Regions from separate parts of the Hordeum vulgare genome. Here region 1 is linked to region 2. The links are chromatin contacts, called in public Hi-C maps. All regions are on one chromosome and are shown on one strand. The core of a region is the stretch at or near the end of the contact, and the rest is flanking DNA. Distances in the headings are between cores, read along the strand shown. Region 1 holds the start of LOC123403026 (U-box domain-containing protein 5). Region 2 holds the start of LOC123402948 (transcription factor BHLH089-like).

Region 1 (6,019 bases), core at 353-2,852, 270 kb after region 2:
GTGATGGTGGTGGCTCGTTGCATCAAGGGAACATCTCTCACCATGCATTTTTTTTCTGAATGCTTTTTTCTTATCACAGTTACATAATTCAGGAAGTGTTTATCAAAAATAAATTATTAGTAGCTAGCTGTTTTCATAGCTATGTCGGGTGAGAGTGCTATGACTCCCCTTACAGGTCCAACTGCATAACTAGATTGCATTTACGAACAATGATTAATCGTCGAGAAACCAAGACATGTCATCATTTGTACTAACAGATGGCCCTAATAACCCAACCTCTCGTCTTCTAGCACAGGCAAAAAGTAAACCGATTGGTCAAAATACCTCTTGAACAACCACCATTATTGAAAGTCAACAAATTGGTCCGCAGCCGGTCTTTTTGTTCTTTCAACAACCATGCAATAAAATAATAAGAATAAAAGTTGAATCGAGTTGATTATGGGCCATCGGACCATTTCATCCTCGGCCTTACACAATTGGTTGAAGAAATCAAACCACGGATAAGAGCAGGAATAAATAAACAAACGAGTTGTATTCTGAATTTCAAAGCGTCTCAATGGGTGGGTACATGACAAACCCCCGGTCGTATGGGCCAAGCAAACGTAATCGTTTCCAGCGCTAAGCTTGATGCAGGAAGCATACGCAGAGAGGAAAGGGGATTGGAGTTTTGCAAGAACCCACTGATCAGTTGGTTTGCTATTGGCGGTATCAAGTATCAACCCAACCCGCATGAGGCATGAATGGACCCCAACCACCCCGGCCATTAGCACAAAAGCGGAAAGCACTGGAAGGGGAAGAGAAACATAAAAAATCAGCCCCTTTGGGCAGAAAGACCTAAACGGCGCGGGCCAGAAAAATCATCATAGAAAAAGATTGGCGTTTTGTTCCCAGGGATGGAAGAAGAGGGCAGGTCCAGCCGACGATTTAGCAACTCAATCAAAAGGTGATTATCGATCATGGAAACGGCACCAAATCCCTCCGGATCATCAACAAGAGAGGATGCACACGGGGGGATTCAATGGAGCATCGGCAGCATAGGGGCATAACAAGATGGAATCAACTTGGAAGGGGGACGAGACAACCAACCTGCTGGCGCGCGGTAGGAACGACCCAAAACCAAGCTGCGCGCAGAGAAAGCAACGAACCTCCTCCTTGTTGCTGTTATTTGTCGCCCCTCGACACGGGGACAGAGGGGATAGATGGAAGGAACCCTGCTTCCTCCTGCAACCACAAAGTCGAACGGAACGAATCAGCCGGACGTCCTCCCTCCCCGGCAAGCAAGGCAGCAGCGAGAGGAAGAGCGATAGAGGCTCGTGGAGCGGGGGAGGGACCATACCAGGCGCAAGAACGGCAACCCTCTGCTGGCTCACCGGAGCATGGACGGACGGAGGGATGGAGGGGTCCTTGGATTTGGATGCCGGAAGCGGGTGGGGTTCGAGGAATGGAGTACGGAGGCGTTTGCTCCCTGGGTCGACCAGTCTCCTCCTAGTCTAGTACTCGTAGCGGTATAGAAGGAGACGGATAAAGGCGGCGCGGGGAGGAGGGGAGGAGGGGGCAGCGGGACAGAGAGAGGGAGAAAGGAATCGTGGGAATGATGGGAGCCACAGGCACACCACCACCTGCGCCCATAGCGCGCGCGCGCGCACCAGCGAGTATAATATTCCTCGTCGCGCTCGGGCTCGCTGCTTTTCCTTCCCGGTCGCCGTCCCCGCCATAGCGGTTTGCGGGGCCCGCCCCCGGATGGCGCCCTGTCCGTCTCCATCGGCTCGGTAGAGACACGCACCACACCACCTTCCCACGAGACCCCGCGCGTGGACACGTACGTGCCATGGCGACTGCGCGCCCACGGTGCACCACACCAGCACCAGGGTCCCGGACCCAGCGAGCGCCGAAGCTAACCGACGGGCGCGGCCTCGCGGACCACGCGCGCGCGGCGGGGCAGGCGGAAAGGCAGGGTCATGCGAGCCGCACGCCGCCGCCGCCGCCGCCGCCGCCTGCCGATGGATTCTCAGGGGGGCTTTGTTAGGCTAGGCGTTGAAACCTGGAGAAAACAACTGATTAGTTAGTGGTTGGGGGAAGATTCGGCTTCTGTTGAACGCCGCCGAAACGATCGGCTTAACCCCTCCTCCCCTAACCTGATCAGTGAGTAAAGCTTGTGGGCATTCATACGTACCCGGTCTTTGCTTAAGCTTGCGGAGCTTCCTTTGAAAGAACGCGTGCAAGACCGTCCTCGGTCTCTTCGGACCAAGGGATTAGACTGCTAGCACGCCTTCAGCTTAATTAAAGACCCCTCCCCTCCCTAAAACGGGGCAGCGGCTTCTAGAAACGCTCCGCTTAACCAAGAAGCTCCCTAGCACCGAGCAGAGCACCACCCCTCATTCCATCATGTGTGTGTGCGCGCGCATGTACAAACTCGACACGGCACCTCGTTCCAAATGTGCTAAATGATGATACCAGAACAAAAACACACTTGCTTTCGGAGCTTCTTTAGCGTTTTGACTCGACCATCTTTCGTGAATCATGATGCAGTTTACTATCACCGGAGTACCAATGATGCGCATCACGCATCATCATGATCATCATGCAAAGCAAGGCCACACCTGTGAACGACGAATGATTGATTCGGTAAGGGCGATCAGTTGGCAAACCACTGACGTACGCGTCATGCAGCGCAAGCAGCCGGCGGTTGCTCTCATGCATACAACAAAAAGGATGCTCCTCTCCTGGTCTTGTAGTGCTACCGGTTTATGTTCGTTGATCAGAAAGAAACAGAATGGGGAGCAAGCAAACAAACGGCGGGGCTTGGGCAAAGATTCGGCTTCTGTTGAATGCTGCCGAAACAATAAACTTGTCCCCCGTCGGTTAGGGCAGCTCCAACACCGTTCATCAAAACGGACATCATCGAATGCCACGCATCCATACTTTAATCATACTAGCACAAATGCTCATTCGAACCCAGGCCTTCCGGTGAGAGCAGCAATAGTGAAACCACCAGGCTAGTTGGTTGTTTGTGACAAAATAAGGGCTAGCGCTGAATAACATAAAACCGACGGTGACTTGTGAAGAGGAATAATAAATCGTTTTTTATCCACTTACCGGTGGCATGGTGGATAATTTAAGCCAACTTCAGGGGTAATTTTTATGACGGACGACAGAAGCACTATTTATTTTACTATTATTAGGAAAAGATTCATTAAATGTTCGTTCCCTTGTCCGATGGAAAGAGAAGAAAGATAGAAAGAAGAAAAGAGGGGTGTAGAGCAACTCCAACGCGCCGATCCAAACGAACGATGTTTTTGTTTGTTTTTTATTCGTTTGGGTCGGTCGCCCGTTCGATGTCCGACTTGTTTAAGATTTGGGTCGACGGTGAGTCCAACGTCCGTGATCCATTTTATGTCCGTGCACACATTTTAAAAGCAGATAAGGCAATGATCATGTCGTCGTCCAAAGTTTATGACGGCACCATATGTCAGCGGCCGGCATACAATACCAGCTTCAGAAAATAGTTCATGCTGACGCACTTGTCAGTGGCCGGCAGACATGCCAGCACACAAAAAAGAATGGGAGTTCGACCACGTCATCGCGGTCGTGATCATGTCAGCACACTTGCCAGCATAAAAAAGAAGGAGGGTGAAGAGATTCGATGACATCTTGTCCAGGAGAACGAAGTACATCGTTCCAACATCAAGGAGGAAAGAAAGACGGAAAGGTTTAGCATGTTGATAGTAGCGACCAAAAAGAAGCTCAAACTCAAAGAGAAGAAGCCATATTCAAAGAGAAGAAGATCGAAATTGCAGCCGCTTCGAAGAACGAAAAGATGTTAGACCTTGAAGATGTATGATTTAGATGATGGCACAAGGATAATCGTTTAGGTCGTTCATTTTAAGGTGTTAAAGTGGCAGAAGGAAGAGCTAGAGGCGAAAGAGGTGGTCGAGACGGCCGAGAAAGAGGCAGGGGTGACAACGATAGATTGGGCGTGGAGCTGACGAACTGATATTTTTATGATCGAACATGTAAAAACTATGCATACTTACCACTTTTTATGCGATTAGGAGATGTGATCCGTTATGTGATCGAACAAATTTGAATTTCGAATTGACCGGGATAGTATTTGATGGCCGACTTCCACATCAATGTCAGCGGGTTTGTCAACCCGGTCTATGAACAGATGTGGTGCTTGGTTTAAGGGGCGGCGCCGGAGATGCCCTTATGCATTTTGCAATAAAAAGAATGTTCATCCCGATCGTACTCCCCTACTGCTGCTAGTTTTTGTTCCTTGTGTCCCAGTTTTTGTTCTCCAGTAACAGCCGGCCGGCAAACGCACGACGGGTAGATGGACGCTCTCCGCAACACGTGGATCGAGCGAGAGCAGGCGCTGCTTTACGCAAAGGCGACGGCGGGCGATTGGCGCCACGGAGGCCGGCCGGGCGCACGTCTCGATTAGCCAGCCGCTGCCTGCCGCGTCTCTCCCGATCCCACCGGAGTTGGCCGACACGGCGGGTCCACCTGCCCCCGACATGCCGGTGGTGGACCGATCGATGAATCTCACCCTGCTCGACCGCCACATTTCGCGTCATCTTCCTTCCTTCCTTCCTTCCTTCCTCTCGCGTCTCCCGTGCGCGATAATGGAGTCGAGTGGCCGGAAGGCAAGCCGGTGAAACCCAACTTAGCCATATCGTTTTGATATGATATGATATCGTTTTCTTTTTCTTTTTTGAAAAGATATGGTATCGTTTTTATGCCTTTTGGTCCGGGAGTGCGTTTCTGGGTCCTGGCCGGCCGGCCGGCGGGCTACGGTGCATGTGGCCGCGCCGTTGGCCACGCAAAGAAGGGGGCAGGCCTCGTCGGTCGTGCGGTCGTAGCCATGCATGGAGGCCGGCCGCCCTGGTCTGGTCTTTTTCGATGAGGTTATGATGGCGCACGCACGTCCTCTTGTGTTCTGCAGCGCGCACCTCGATGTTACGATCGTGACACGGTACGGCCACATGTGCATCGGTACAGGCGACACGTTACGTGCGCTCCTTTGCGTAGGAGCAACGCGCGGTTGTCGGGAGGTGAAGGTGAACGTATCGGCTGGAGTTGGATGGTGGGCGCGCCCACGACGGTTGACCCCCGATCAGGTGCGTGCGTGTGTGCTCACCACCGGTCTGATCTGATCTGACCATGATGTGCATGTGCATTGTGTATCTTGGAGCACTGAAGATGAGTGCAGGGAACCGTCCATGCACCATGCACGCTCCTTGCTCCATCCCACGGCGCTCCCGTGAGCTCGACCACGTGCGTACGGCCGGCGCCGGTGCATGGGCAAAAGAATAGAAGCCCGAGGCCGCGGCGTGCGTGCGTGCGTACGTACCGTGCCAGTCATCGGCCTGTAGCATGGCGCCACGGCTTCGAATTCAGTCCCCACGTACGTCGCTGTCGCCCGCGTTGGCGGCCCGCGGCCGGCCGGCGTGCACCGCCGCGACCGCCGGCGTCCACGACTAGATCAGCGACGACATGTCCATGAGCGCCGTATATGGCTCGTTCCCATATGTACGATTAGGCCAACATTGCTACGCCGGTGACCGGTCCATGCTTTGCTTTCCTCCGACCAGAGACAGACGTACTTGTACGTGCGTCTGTCGTCGCTATGTGTTTGGCGCATAGCGACGGAGGTCGATTGTTCGGCCGGGAAATCTCAGACATGGAGTCCATGTTTGGCGTTCAAAGTTCAATTCGTCCGAGGCTCTGACCTCGTCGGCGATCGACGTGCGCACCCGGCGGCATCCATCGTCGCCCGTTGTCCAGGTCAGCCGAGTGACTGGCCGCCGGCCGGCCCGGCCTTCATCCGAGCGTCATGGCGACGGCTAGCAGACCGACGACCTGGACCGATCAGAGAAAGCGGCGACGTGATATGAATGGCTGCCTGCATTTGTCTGCGTACGTTCCAAACAGCTTACCTCAGCAGCAGCCCGGGGCGCACGTACGTACTACCACTGCCAGTACGTCGTCGTCGTTAGTACTATACATGTTAGTATTA
Region 2 (5,863 bases), core at 1,981-4,480:
TTAGTTCGAGTAGTTCTTACTTCATGATAGTCCACAACTTACACGAAATAAAGACTGTCAGATACAAGTGCTAGTGCCAAATCTGGCATGTGCGTCTGTGTATGCCCATATTGGTATGCATTGGTGGATGCATGTGGATAATTTCTAGCAGTTTCTAGTTGTAAAGAATTTTTTGCCACAAGATATTCAAGCAAATGATTCTGCTGTTTCTCTACGAGTCTGCCTTGTGTTCTCCGAGAGTAATTTCTGCTCTTCCTCACATCAAATTTGCGCTCGGTGAAGAAGGCTCATTTTCCTTTTCACACCGATACTGTAATGTTGGTGACGATTCTCCTTCCCTCAAAACAATTCATTAATTCAATGTTGTTTGTGATGGAAAAAATATTCACTTGATAAACAATATTTTAATGTAGCTTTGTTGACGGAGTCACAACGAGAGCAAAGTTATCTTATACTGTTACCTTTTAGTAGCAAAACATATTTGATGGTTTAAGATATATTGAAATTTGAGTAGTACCCATGAAAAGTCTGAAACAATATACCTTGCTCGAAGAGCGGATCTGGGCGCACTTAGATCTTCATCAGAACTTATTGTGAGTGATGGTGTGCACATGAATTATGTTTTACTTTGAGTATAAGTAAGGTTGAATTATGTCTTTGCAGAAGCTGGTGAACAGTCTGTGCTTTAAAGAGGGGACGACAAGTAGGAGACAGCGGTGCACTGGTTTGGTGTTGCACTTTCAGTTTAATGTAATTTAGCTGATAAGATTGTGTGCATGTTGTTGTTCTGAATTTGTTTGTAGTGAGAACATTTATTCTGAGCAAGGTAGCGAGAATATATTGTAAATGCTTTTGCTGTAATCTGAATCCTTCGTGTAGCTCAGTAGTGAAGAACTGCGGATTGCTTATGATATGATTTGGTACACGAGCAATACAAGAATATAACTTCACACAAATGTGCTTCTGTTTTCATTGCTGACAGAATACTGCATTAGTACAGTTGCTATGAATAAAGAATCTTCAGCCACACGTATAGTTGCAGTTAAAACTCCAGGAATGAGAATTAATCCTGCTTACAGTTCCATTTTGAGGTTGTCTAACAAACAGCCACCTGCAAGGGAAAGTAGCAGCCTGATTCAGGGGAAATGTTCTTCTGAAGTTAAAAATAGTACAAAATGGGCACTTGAGTCCTGACACTGCACCGCATACTAAAAATATGAATTTCATATTTGCATTACAGGACCAACATAGCAGCTTATTCAACTTTCGATGTGTTCATGGCACATGCTTCCTGCACTTAACTGACTATACACATGCATCTTCCAAATTTGCACAAGAAGCAAGTACTGTTTGTTTTTGGTCGAGTTCTTTAATCTTCTGTCAGTATAACACCTATATGATGACTACACTAGCCTCAACTTATGTGTAACAACGTCTTATTTTTTCCTTGACTAAACATGTATCTATGTTCTTTCACATGAGTATATCAGTACAAAGTAACCCTGCAAGTGCAAGCTTTGCTTCACAGAAGCAGCTACTCACTTTGAACTGACTGAAACTGTGCATCAAACCCACTGAACAAGTTCTGGGATGCAATGTCCCAAGCGGCAGCTCCGTTCACCTGCAACAAAACGCAACAAAACAGAAGTTCAGAATATCATCATCTATCAGAACCGTACATCATGCAAGGACGGTCGATCTCCGGGCACATACATCGAGGCATGACTCTACCGATGTGGCGGCCGACGCCGACGCCGGCGTGGCAGCCGCCGACCGGAGCGGGTACGGGTGGTTGAGGACCATGTCTAGCCCGAACCCAGCAGCCGGCTGCTGCATCTGCTGCATAGCAGTGTTGCTCATCTGAAGGCAGGACGGGTCCAGCTGCCCATGGTGCATCGGCAGCGTCATGGCGGGCAGGGCCGCCGCGGGGCCGCACGGCTGGCTCATCCTCCTGCCACCGAAGAGGTCGTCGACGATGTTGAAGTTCACCACCGGGTTGGCGGCGGCGATCTTCATGGACAGGAACTGCGCGCGTGCAGCCATGCCCAGAGGTAAGAAGCATGCAACGTGATCTTCACACGAGAGAAGCGGAATCAGGCGGGTGGTTGATGCCGTGATGCGTACCTCGACCTGCTTCTGCAGGGACTGGACGTAGTTTATGATCTCGTCGAGCATGCCGGCCTTGCCGGTGACCTTGTCGCACCCGGGCACCAGCTCCTGCAGGTACCTCATCCGCTCGCTGATCCTCTCCCGCCTCACCTGCACCATGCGCACCAGGATCAAACTGTGCATGCATGCGCAGCGCAGGTTTGATTGTTCTTGTTTCTACGAGTAGCATAGCAATGCGTACCCGCTCGGCGAGGCTGTGGCTGTCCGTGGCCTGCCCGCGCCGGGCTCGGACGTGGATGTAGTCGGTCTTCTGGCCGGCGGCCGCCGCCTCCGGCTTCTTCCTGGCGCACGCCTTGGGCTTCTCCGGCCTCCCCTTCGCCGCCCCTCCGGCCTCGTCAGGATCGCGCAGCTGCTGCTTCCCTCTCGGCCTCTTGCAGCCGTCCTGACAACGGTTTTTTTTTTTTGTCAGTCAAATGCTAGCACACCAAGAAGCAGAGCGCATGCATGAACATCTGACGCACTCACCTTTGCGTCCAGATACGCGTCGGGTTTTCTCTTCGTGGAGCCGCCGCCGCTGCTGGCGCTGCCGCTGCGGGAGAAGGAGTTGCCGGCGCCGTTGCTGGTGCCCGCCGGCGGCGGCGGCGGCGCGCCGAAGGCCGCGTAGCACGCGCCGCTGAGGTCCGGCCACTCCTGCTGCTGCAGGTACCCGAAGGCGCCGCACAATGCGCGGTACTTGTCGTCGTCGTCGAGCAGGCCCTGGAAATGGCTCTCCACGGACGCCGCCGGACCCGGACCGCCGCCGCCGCCGCCGCAGTGCGCCATTAATCACCACCTCGCCAAGAGCGAGCGAGCGACCGATCGATGGATCAAGCCCGGACGAAGCCTTGGCTGATTCTTCTTGGTGAAGTGCAACCAACTATAGGTAAGGTGTGCGAGTGCGAGTGGATCTTGGAAGACAAGCGACGATCGAGGCGGCGTAGGGCTTGTGCCTGAAGCTTGCGTGTCCCTGTCTCGGTGTCTCCCTCCTCTTTTGTGCTTCCTGGAATTTTTCCTAATCCGTATATATAGAGGGGATGATGGGTGGCCGCGTAGGAGCATTTGTGCAAGTAATCGTACTTTTTTCCCTGCGAGATTGGATTGGATTGGATTGGGCCCTGTAGGTGTGATCATGTGAGGTAGGGCTGGGGTAAAGGAGGGGCCGGGTCCCTGTGTTTCAGCTGGCGGGCAGATGCATGCAGTGGCTACCGAGTCCCGCTCAGGCCCCTCCCGCTTGTCTGCAAACTGGTAAGTGGCTCGTTCCTACATTTGCCTTGGTTTGTAAGACTGATGCGCTGTCGACCATTGAGGCTAGGGAGACCAGTTATGATGTGTGAACGATAGCCATTCATCAGAAACGAGCATATGCAAAACTTTTTCCTCGGGCAACCAACAGTATCTCTTGCCTTTTCATGTGGAAGAAGAAAACCGACCTTGAACAAGGAAAACTGACCCAACGCTCCATGGTCTCGAAACGCTCGGCTTTGGTTCAACTCTCGGGGCGATGTTGCGCCCCAAGCGAGCCGACGACTCTGTCACCCAAATGACCATGATCGACACCATTCAATACGATCCATGTTGCCGCTTTGACTTACAAACCTGAACAACACACACTAGCCCTTAGGTTGCGTACCAAACGAGCCGACGACTCTCCTAACCATGTGACAATCGACACCCTACAACACATACGCTCTTCGGCGTCGTCATGACTCCGGCTTCCACATCGCCCCTAAGCCACGTACCCGATGAGTCGAGGACTCTGCCACCCAAGTGATCAAACTCGACACCGGCAACACAAATCCGCTATCCCAAGCTGCCATTCCCACATTCACACCGATCCCGAGGCCGCACAACTCCATAAGAAAATATCTTAGTCTCCAAGGTAAATAGGAAAAATCCGAGTCTCTTGAACAGGATCTTGAATGAGAAGTAGATCATAGTATTATATCTTAGGTTTTCAATATAAGCTGGGAGGTAAGGGACGTGATGTTTTTGCATCCGAGCTCAAATGAGTTTGGGTGAACAGTAAATTCAAAATAAAAATAAAAAAATACTTTTAAAATTTTCAAAAAAATCCGAATTTTCTTATAGCAAACTTTACATTTTTTAGAACATTTGTCAAATTTGTCGTATTTTTTAGATTTTGAACATGTTAAAAGTACTTTTGAAATTTAATGTTTGCCCGAGCTCATTTGAGCTCGGATGTAGAAGGGCACTTTTCGGAGGTAAGTCTATTGTTTGAAGAAATGATAGCACACTAGAAGGATAGTGCGTGCCGCACTGTGTTATATTCTTGAGGTTATACATGTTTCGTGTAATTTTTTTAAAGTTCTAAAAAAATTACGTATTAGTTGATTTGGCGTGTGAGGGATGCAATGAAGTTTTTTTTAATTAGATATGCTACTCCTACGAACATACTTTGTGGAATCATGCTTACAATTTATGGTCACGGATTTAGGAAAAAGTGGGCCAATGGTATAAATCGGGAAAGTATTTAGTGGAACAATATTTAGTATGTACAATCCATAGTAAATTATTCGTGAGTGTACCATTTTTCTTATTATCATTGTGGTGTTTGGGTGGTTTTTTTGACCGTATGATTGAAGAACGTCTTTTAATTAGTACAAAAATATGAGAAAATTATTTACATTGTTGGACGCGTGTGTTATGCTGGTGCTAAACGGCCATGGGCAATATTTTTGTACGTGCCATGGGCAATATTTTTGTTTTTTCACCCATTCATCGAGAGATCTCACCATGAAGCCAGGGTGAACGACTCAATCAATTATGTATCCAAACAAAATTAAATAGTTGAATGAGGGGCTTTAAAACAGGATAGCTCAATGATGTTAGAGATTTCAGTGCCACAACAAAGGATTGAATCAAGGATTGACGGGAGAAGCTTTAATATTAGGGACCATAGTGTATTTAACAATGAATAAGAGAGCTCACTGTGGAATTATTGACTAGGTCAAAATTGGATTACCCAACATCAAAGTGAGACCTCAATTAATTGTGAGGCCTTAAAGAAATAGAAAGCCCAGTGTTATAGAGGGTTAAAACAATTGAATGAGAAATTGTTGACCCGATCAAAATCGATGGCCCAATTTTAAATTGGTGACCTCAATTGAATGGGAGGTCTCCAATTTTAAAGAGTTTAGTGATATAATACATTTCTCAGTTATTGACTACTAATAAAATGTGCCTAATCGTTCACTTCCATAATTTACCGTGTTTGTTGAACTGTGCTGTGATGCGCTGAACTTATTTTATAATTGACCTAAAAGATAATCACCACAGGAAAAAAACAGGCAACCGGACGATAAAATGATTAGAAATAGACCAGGCAAACCAGACTACTCAGGGGAAATGAATAGCTAAGAGCATCTCCAGCCGTTGGAGCCCCTCAAAACATCACCGAACCAAAAAAATGGTGCATTGGGGCGCCAGATGCTTCATTCGACAACAATACGGATGCATCTTTCCAGCCACACCCCGTTCCAATCAAAGTTTGTGAGGGAAATGATGAAGTGGGTCAACAAAAAGGACACATGAAAGACGTAAATCGTTCAAACTTTCACTTACCCCCCCCCCCCCCCCCCCAAAAAAAAGAAAAGCCCCCCAAGGCGTCGAGCCGATGCTATTTTGACGTCCGGATGAGCGTTCAGGACATGGTTGAGACGTTTTTCGGTCAAAAAGCATCACCGAATACCGAACC

Evidence for each region. Hi-C and Micro-C count contacts between places; a contact is called where the count stands out from the background.
Region 1: a contact with region 2 is called in a Hi-C map of leaf, with 9 times the contacts expected there. The contact joins the promoter of LOC123403026 here to the promoter of LOC123402948 in region 2. A contact is called at or near these places in 4 of 6 Hi-C or Micro-C datasets (leaf and seedling) and 1 of 1 datasets of contacts at active chromatin or transcription factors (embryo).

What each region holds. Positions count from the first base shown.
Region 1 is chr6H:464,203,925-464,209,943 of MorexV3_pseudomolecules_assembly, forward strand. It overlaps LOC123403026 (U-box domain-containing protein 5), which reads right to left and starts at 1,603. Exons shown (of 7, transcript XM_045097005.1): 1 at 1,337-1,603; 2 at 1,087-1,221.
Region 2 is chr6H:463,931,090-463,936,952 of MorexV3_pseudomolecules_assembly, forward strand. It overlaps LOC123402948 (transcription factor BHLH089-like), which reads right to left and starts at 3,231. Exons shown (of 6, transcript XM_045096918.1): 1 at 2,635-3,231; 2 at 2,351-2,551; 3 at 2,125-2,259; 4 at 1,714-2,025; 5 at 1,543-1,621; 6 at 933-1,111. The coding sequence starts at 2,931. The coding sequence ends at 1,074. It overlaps LOC123402949 (universal stress protein A-like protein), which reads left to right. Exons shown (of 5, transcript XM_045096920.1): 5 at 664-956. The coding sequence ends at 689.